Regions from separate parts of the Sus scrofa genome. Here region 1 is linked to region 2. Evidence: chromatin contacts called from public HiChIP or PLAC-seq data. All regions are on one chromosome and are shown on one strand. The core of a region is the stretch at or near the end of the contact, and the rest is flanking DNA. Distances in the headings are between cores, read along the strand shown.

Region 1 (4,314 bases), core at 1,620-4,119, 290 kb after region 2:
TGTTTTGTATAATTCCTAGTAAACTGGACATAATTCTCTCCCAAAATCATAGCCAAAGATGGATTAATTATTGCTAAATCCTTTATTCATTGTTATGGACTGAATGTTTGTGTTCCCCCCAAATTCATATGTTGAAACCCTAATCCACATGTGATGGTATTAGGAGGTGAGGCAAATGGGAAGTAATTAGGTCATGAGAGTAGGGCTCTCAAGTTTGGGATTAGTGCCCTCATAAAAGAGACCCCAGGAGTTCCCTTCGTGGCTCAGCAGTTAATGAGCCCAACTAGGATCCATGAGGATGTGGGTTCGATCTCTGGCCTCACTCAATGGGTTAACGATCTGGCATTGTCTTGAGCTGTCTATGAACTAGGAAGCATGTTCCCACCAGACATTGAATCTGCTATTGCCTTGATCTTGGACTTTCCAGGTTCCAGAACTATGAGAAATAAATGTTAGTTGCTTAAACCACCCAGTCTATGGTATTTTTGTTATAGCTGCCAAAACTGATGAAAACAGTCATCTTGTAAAATCCTGAGTTAAAGTCTCCTTCTAGTAAAATACATAGTTCTGATCTAGATCACTCTCTAATTATCTCCAACGTCTAGAGAAGATCTACCTAGTAAGCTGCCTTGTTACATGCAAGCACCTTAAAGAGACCCATTCCTCCCTGAGTAGGCTGAATGGTACACAAGTAGAAGAGGAAGGGCCCAGAAATAAAGTCACTTGAAAGAATCAACAGAAGTAAAAATATTAATAAAGAAATCAGAAAGGGCAGCACTGGCCATCACACATAGCTGCAAGCAAGTTCATCCTACATATAAGGGTGAGAAAATCCAAATGCTTGCCATTTGGGGGCTTAGTCTATTAAAAAAGGGAAAAGTTTAAAAATAATAAATAATTTAAGTCTTAAAAATATGTATTATGATGTGCCAAGTATCATGTGCTAGGTGCTGGGGAGAGATCAGGAGAATAAAAACAAACTAAAAATCTCTATTCTTTTGGAGTTTTCAGTATAATGAAAAAAAAAAAAGCAATAAATAAATTTAAAGAAGTTCTCGGAGTTCCCGTCATGGCGCAGTGGTTAACAAATCCGACTAGGAACCATGAGGTTGCGGGTTCCATCCCTGGCCTTGCTCAGTGGGTTAAGGATCCGGCATTGCCATGAGCTGTGGTGTAGGCCAGCAGCTATAGCTCCGACTGGACCCCTAGCCTGGGAACCTCCATATGCCGAGGAAGCGGCCCTGGAAAAGGCAAAAAGACCAAAAAAAAAAAGAAAAAAAAATTTAAGAAGTTCTCTTGTGGTACAGTGGGTTAAAAATCTGGGGTTGTCACTGCAGTGGCTTGGGTCACTTTTGTGGCACAGGTTTGACTCCTGGCCTGGGAACTTCCACACATCAAGGGCGTGGCCAAAAAAAATTTTTTTTAAAGGAATACAGTGTGTATTGATGGAGATGAGACTAACAGGAAAAATCAAGCAGGAAAGAAGGAATTCTGGGGGAAAAGCAGGGTCAATGTCAAATGGGATGGTCCGTGAAGTTCACACTAAGAAAATGACATTAAGATAAAGACCCGCAGGAAGTAAGGTAGTGAGCCATTCAGGTGACCAAAGGCAGAAGGAAAAACAGGGCAAAGCCAGGCAGAAGGACCATACCTGTTTGAGAAAAGAGAGGGGACTGGAGCAGCTCGAGTGGGCTCTGTATGGAAAGCAAGGATAAATGAGGTCTGAGAGGTGACTGGATGGGGAGGATAGGCCAGGAAGCATGGTGAGCACTGCCCAATGTTTTAGTGTACAGCTGGGCTAAGGAGGGACGTTCGTGGACCAGCAGCATTGGTATCACCTGTGAGCTTATTAGAAATGCAGGCTCAGGCTCTGCCTTTGAAGCAGAACTTGGGTTTTTACAAACTGTCTTCGATGTTTGAAAGTGTCTGTCTTCTGGGCTGCATTCCTCTCTGGAGGCTCTAGGAGAGAATCCATTTTCCTTGATATTTTCCAGCTTCAGAACTTGGATTTTTTTTTTTTTTTTGGTCTTTATTTTGCCTTTTCTAGGGCCGCTCCTGCGGCATATGGAGGTTCCCAGGCTAGAAGCTGTAGATGCCGGCCAACGCCAGAGCCACGGAAACTTGGGATCTGAGCCGGGTCTGCAATCTATATACCACAGCTCATGGCAACGCCAAATCCTTAACCCACTGAGCAAGGCCAGGAATGGAACCCACAACCTCATGGTTCCTAGTCGGATTCATTAACCACTGAGCCATGACGGGAACTCAACAATGATGGTTTTTGTAGAAAATGAAAAGCACTGGTATAGAAACTTGTGGATAAAGCAGGACTTTATATTGTATATATACATACATATATATATACACACACACATATATAAATATACACACACACACTTATATCCTATATATACTTACACACTTTCCATCTATCTTTAACCTTACAACTCATTGAAGCAGATACTGCCATTACCCCCACTTCACAGATGAAGAAATCATTAAACAATACAGTATACAGTCAATGTAAAATTTCAAGAATATTACAACCAGTTGGTTTTAAGCAGCACAAATGGAAAGAGAAAGAATTTGGTGTACTCCCAGATGTCTGGCTAAAGCTCTGTCAGAGGCAAGAATTGAATGGGCCCCAGCACCTCTGAGCTCCTAGCTCCCCCCAACACACCAAGAGAAGCTGTCACAAGAGCAAAGACATTTTGATTGCCCCAAGGAGTGAGTGTGTTTTTTTTCTTCACAGGGGAGAGTTGAATCAAGGGAAGTTGGACACAGTCCATCTTTGCCCTACTTCCTGCTTCCTTCCTCACCAATTTCAAGCCATTTAGGTTCTGGACACCAGCTTCCTCTTCCTTTGATTAAGGCTGGTTGCCTCATCCACTTTGGCCAGAGATTGGTTGCTTCACATCTTTCGGTTGTCACGTCCGCCAGCAGATTCAACTCTTTATATTTTTTCATATTTGACTGAGAGTCCCTTATGGAACATAACATTACTTTTTGGTCTTCTGTGCCTAGGACAGAGGCTGAGATTGAAATGTTTGAAAGGAATTGGATGTCCATCTGCTGGGGCAGACTACAGGTGGGCCACGAGAGATTCTCTTCTCAGATCTTGCAGTCAGGCAACTCCACTGTATACAACTGTTATGTTTCAAAGTTTGGTGGTAGGGGGGAACTGGGCTAGCACTGTAATTTTCTTTTAGGAGTCTTCTGAATTTGCTCCCCTTTGTAAGATGTTGCATCATCAAATCAAATAAAGTCAAATAAAGTGTAGCTGGTCCTCTGTATTGGTAGGCTCTGAATCCACAGATTCAACCAACTGCAGAGGGAAAATATTAAAAAAAAAAAATTCCAGGGAGTTCCCACTGTGGCTCAGCGGAAATGAACCTGACTGGTATCCATGAGGATGTAGGTTCAATCCCTGGCCTTGCTCAAGTGGGTTAAGGATCCAGCCTTGCTGTGAGCTGCAGTGCAGGTCGAAGATGCGGTTCAGATCCCGTGTTGCTCTGGCTGTGGCATAGGCCACAGCTGTAGCTCCAATCTGATCCCTAGCCTGGGAACTTCCATATACTTCAGATATGGCACTAAAAAGACAAAAAAAAAAAAAAAAAAAAAAAATTCCATAAAGTTCCAAAAAGCAAAACTTCAATTTACCATATGCTGGCAATTACTTACATAGTATTTCACATTGTATTTACAACTATTTATATAGCTTTTACATTGTATTAAGTATCATAAGTAATCCAAAGATGATTTAAAGTATACAGGATGATGTGCTAGGTTATATGCAAATACTATACTTTTATATTAGTATTTGAGTATATGAGTATATAGCATATGAGTACATAGCATATGAGTACCTGTGGATTTCAATATCTTGAGGGGTCCTGGAACTAGTCCCCCATGGATATCAGTGGACAAATGTATGCCCATTCAGTGTATTTGTTCTTCAGTCCTTACTAGGGCTGGGGAACTTCACTTCTTTCTGGGGTGTGAGGTACAGGGAAAATAGCTTTTATTTCACCTCTATAACAATGCTATGATTCTGAATTTAAAAGACCATCACACAGGACTGTTGGTTGGTTATTTTACATCTATTCTACCTTTCCAGGAGAGAAAGTAAATAACTTTTGAAACTTCATTTTTTTAGCCCTGGGAGTTTTTACAAATAAAATGACACGTGTTAAGACAAATTACTTGCCTAAAAATCTGTCACTAACATCAGTTTTGCATAAAAACTATTCAGCAACTGTTACAGTGGCATTTCTTTGTTGGTGGTAGAAATAATGTGTGAGTAGCTATGCTAAT
Region 2 (4,148 bases), core at 1,081-3,580:
CCAGGTGGAGGATGGTAACTTCAGACTGAACACAAGCACTAGGACCCCAGGACTGATAGGACCCAAAAGACTTATGGTCGAGACTCCTGGAGCATCACCTTGTTGCCTCACTACCAACCAAGCAGAGGGATGGTCACACACCCAGCAGCCCTCCTCCCGAATTTTGCCTATAAAAACCCTTCCCTCCAAAGGGGACTTCAGGCTTGATAAGCACCAGCTGCCCATTCTCCTTGCTTGGCCCTGCAATAAACCTTTCTCTGCTCCACACACTGACAATTCAGCTGTTCTTTTTCTCATTGCGTGTCAGGCACACAAACTTGGGTTCAGCAACAGAAGCAGATACAAGACAAGCCCTCCCCCTATTTGCCCAGAAGTAGGTCATGAATTTGTCAAAGAATTTCCTCTCCCTGCTCTACCAGGAAGGACAGAACTTGACCACTAGAGACAACCTAAGCGTCTAAAGACTTATCAGCCCAGGGTGGCACTGGACGAACCTTGGTAGCCCTTATCTACTACTAGTTTTCTCATATACTTGCCTTCTCACATTTGCTTCCTCAAGAAGCTCAAAGGTTTGATCACTACTCTAAAAATTGATTATTCTTTTAAGATGCTACATAAACCCAAGTTCTTACCAGCCCTTTGAGCTACTGATCACTAATTCTCCCCTCATATGTATATGCTATAAGCATTATTAAACTTGCTTGCCCTTCTCTTGTTAGTCTGTCTTCTGTCGGTCTAAGATATGAAACCCCTGCCAAGGACTCTTAAGATGAGTAGGGGAAAAAGATCTTTCCCCTCCTTACAGAATCTAAAAGCAGAATTTCTATTGTATTTTTAGTCACACTAAATGGTGCTTTTTAAATACTAAAGCAATGATGAGAATAATAGTACTATAAAATCTAGATACATTTTATATACAGTAACCATTTCTCCAGATTTTCTAAGGCAGCTCAGATTTCAAATATATTTTTCTCTTATACACCATCAAAATGTCCTAGAAGGTTTAATATTTCATTTTCTAAATTACTTCTCTCCCAGAAGTAATGCTGCCACTACCTAGAAATTGTTGGAAATTTTTAGTTAGATGTGTGCTGATGATTTTACTCAGAAGCATTACTACTTTTAATAACCTAAAGACTTTGGAAGCCTGGGGCCCTGATCACCATGCATAATAATAAGATAAAACTAATTTAAAGTATATTTAAATTGGGAATTGCCTAGTGATGGTAACATTAAAAGTAGGCTAAAAGAAAAGAACACAATTTCTTGGAGTTCCTGTCGTGGCTCAGTGGTTAATGAATCTGACTAGGAACCATGAGGCTGTGGGTTTGATCCCTGGCCTTGCTATGAGCTGTGGTGTTAGTCACAGACTCGGCTCAGATCCCGAGTTGCTGTGGCTGTGGCCTAGGCCGGCGGCTACAGCTCCAATTAGATCCCTAGCCTGGGAACCTCCATATGCCATGGGAGGGGCCCTAGAAAAGGCAAAAAGGCAAAAAAAAAAAAAAGAACACAACTTCTTAATATAAGATAAAAAACCTTAACTCGAGTGAAGTTTTATTGTCACTGAGGATTAGAAATCTCCAGTAGCTGGGAAACCAAAGCTTTTTCATTTCAATGAGAAGAAAAAAAAAAAAAAAATCTACCAAATCTCTCCTAAATCTACACTTAGAAAAATATACTTAACTCACTGAGGTAAGAGGAGAGCTAATTTAAGGAAGATGACCCTGGGGACTATCACCATGTTTCAAAATTAGCAGCAACTGATAGGCCTGGAGAGAGGAAATCAAGTTCAAGTCTACAGTCCCAAAATAAATGCCTAATACTACTTTAATAATAGCTGGATAAGTTTAAACTATTTTCAGACTAGAGACCCTCTAAAGGGGTAAATTCTAAATTGATGACACCTTAAGGTACACCCTGTGGTCTTCGCCATGTTCTAGTTTTCCCCCATAAATTTGTCCCCTGACAGTCTCCTTTCCCTGGGCTCCTGGATTTCAGGGAAAGCAAGTGTTAATTAAGGTGTCTTTACCTTCACCTCCATACTCAAAAAAGATGCATTAAGCATTTTTTTCTGACAACAATTATACCAACTCTTAAAAATAAATATCCATCAACTCATCAGCTTTTCTCCCGTTACCACTGACCATGACTTCTTGGTTCTATCTATCTGATAATTTCCCAAACCTCCAGGGCCCACCTTCACCGAGCTCCTTTATCAACTGGCCAATGGTCAGTAGCACCAAAGCTCCACTGCACAGAAGGATGACGCTCACCCATCACACAGGTCAGCACTGAAGCACAGGCTCAGGTTGTTGACAAAGGGACTGCAGATCTAGCCTTGGACTAAGGTAGGATACCACCAGGGGGCAGCAGAAAGTCTATGAAATTATAGACTCATCACAGCACCTTAACCCCAAATTATGAAGGATTTTGGAGACAGAGATCTCTAATAGAGATCATGTGCCTAAGCAATACAACTAGGTATGGAATTACAGGGACTAGAACACCTTTTTTTTTCTTCCCCCTAATCCATAAATTGATGCTCCTTCCCTTATACCCATGACTCTAATGTGTATCTAGTGACTCCATAATGAGCAACACAGCCATTTCCACAGTTCTCCAGGCAAACATACGGCATATCTGAACTATCCTAAAGTCACTTAAACAAGACCATGTCTAGAGTGTAGGACCTCAAAGAAGTATAAAAGTCTACAATTAAAGAGCACACAGTTTATCAGAAGCACTAACCTTAGACAATCACTAAAATATTTATAATGGCTTGATATAAAAAATGTAAAAAGCTTTATTTTCTGGCTTCCAAAACTATAACTTAATGCAACAAAATTAGAATCTTGCAGCTAAATCAATGACGATAGCTGAACCATAAAAATATTATGTAAAATTACAGAAGTTGTAAAATTAGTTAACTTTTTTAAAAGGCATGATAAAATTAAAAGATCTGAACAAGGACAGTTAAGGCTAGTATGCATTAGATGAAATAAGTTCTTTACTCTTATAAAGCTTTGAACATGTATCACTGTTATATTGTACTAAATTAAGTTCAAAATGAGTCATATGTAAAGTGTTCTCTCAACTCAATGCAAGTTCACAGGCATTTATGAAATATCTAACATCGACCCACATGGGAAATCAGATAACCATAAAAAGACCAACCAAAATAACCCCATAAGTGAAATTAAAAGACAAAACTTTTTTTAACCTGTCACAGACTGCAAATATGAAGAGTTCTTAAAAATCAGTTAAGAGGGAGTTCCCTTCGTGGCTCAGCGGAAATGAACCCGACTAGTATATGAGGACTTGGGTTCAATCCCTGGCGTCATTCAGTGGGTTAAGGATCTGGCATTGCTGTGAGCTGTGGTTTAGGTTGCAGACATGTATCAGACACCGCACTGCTGTGGCTGTGGTGTAGGCGGGCAGCTACAGCTCTGATTCAACACTTAGCCTGGGTACTTCCTCATGCCTTGGGTACAGCCCTTAAAAAAAAAATCAGTTGGGAGTTCCCGTCGTGGCGAAGTGGTTAACGAATCCGACTGGGAACCATGAGGTTGCGGGTTCAGTCCCTGCCCTTGCTCAGTGGGTTAACAATCCGGCGTTGCCATGAGCTGTGGTGTAGGTTGCAGACGCGGCTCGGATCCCGCGTTGCTGTGGCTCTGGCGTAGGCCGGTGGCTATAGCTCCGATTCAACCCCTAGCCTGGGAACCTCCATATGCCTCGGGAGCGGCCCAAGAAATAGCAACAACAACAACAACAACGAAAAGACAAAAGACAAAAAAAAAATAAAATTAAAAAAAAAATCAGTTAAGAAGACTTTAAACAAAGATTACAAATAGGCCAATTACATACACACATGAGAAAAGGAGTCAAAACAGTCAATCTCACAAGTTAAGGAAAAAGAAAGATAAAATCAATAAGGTGCCATTCTTCAGCTATTGAGTTGAAAAAGAACCATCACTTAAAGAAAAAAAAAAAAGTAGTGTTATCAAGGGCCCAAGTTCTGCCAATTGTACCTCTGAAGTACATCCTGAGTCCATTTACTTCGCTCTACTTCAGGTACACACCATGGTTGAGCCAACCCCACATTTCATTTGAGTTACTACCACAGCCTCCTTGATGATGTTCCTGTACTT

What was found. HiChIP or PLAC-seq counts read pairs in DNA pulled down with a chosen protein or histone mark.
Region 1: a contact with region 2 is called in an H3K27ac HiChIP or PLAC-seq map of alveolar macrophages. The contact joins two enhancer-like sites. A contact is called at or near these places in 2 of 2 datasets of contacts at active chromatin or transcription factors (alveolar macrophages and skeletal muscle).

Annotation. Positions count from the first base shown.
Region 1 is chr14:99,483,557-99,487,870 of Sscrofa11.1, forward strand. No RefSeq gene overlaps it. Among named protein-coding and RNA genes, the nearest start is that of MINPP1, 89 kb to the right of the region's middle. Within about 2 kb of position 2,870, at least 3 of the 83 cell types and tissues checked have an H3K27ac peak or open chromatin away from gene starts, as enhancers often do. A contact at or near this core is called in alveolar macrophages, where this site is marked.
Region 2 is chr14:99,198,146-99,202,293 of Sscrofa11.1, forward strand. The region is part of intron 1 of SGMS1 (sphingomyelin synthase 1); the gene reads right to left. Among named protein-coding and RNA genes, the nearest start is that of SGMS1, 17 kb to the right of the region's middle. Within about 2 kb of position 2,331, at least 4 of the 83 cell types and tissues checked have an H3K27ac peak or open chromatin away from gene starts, as enhancers often do. A contact at or near this core is called in alveolar macrophages, where this site is marked.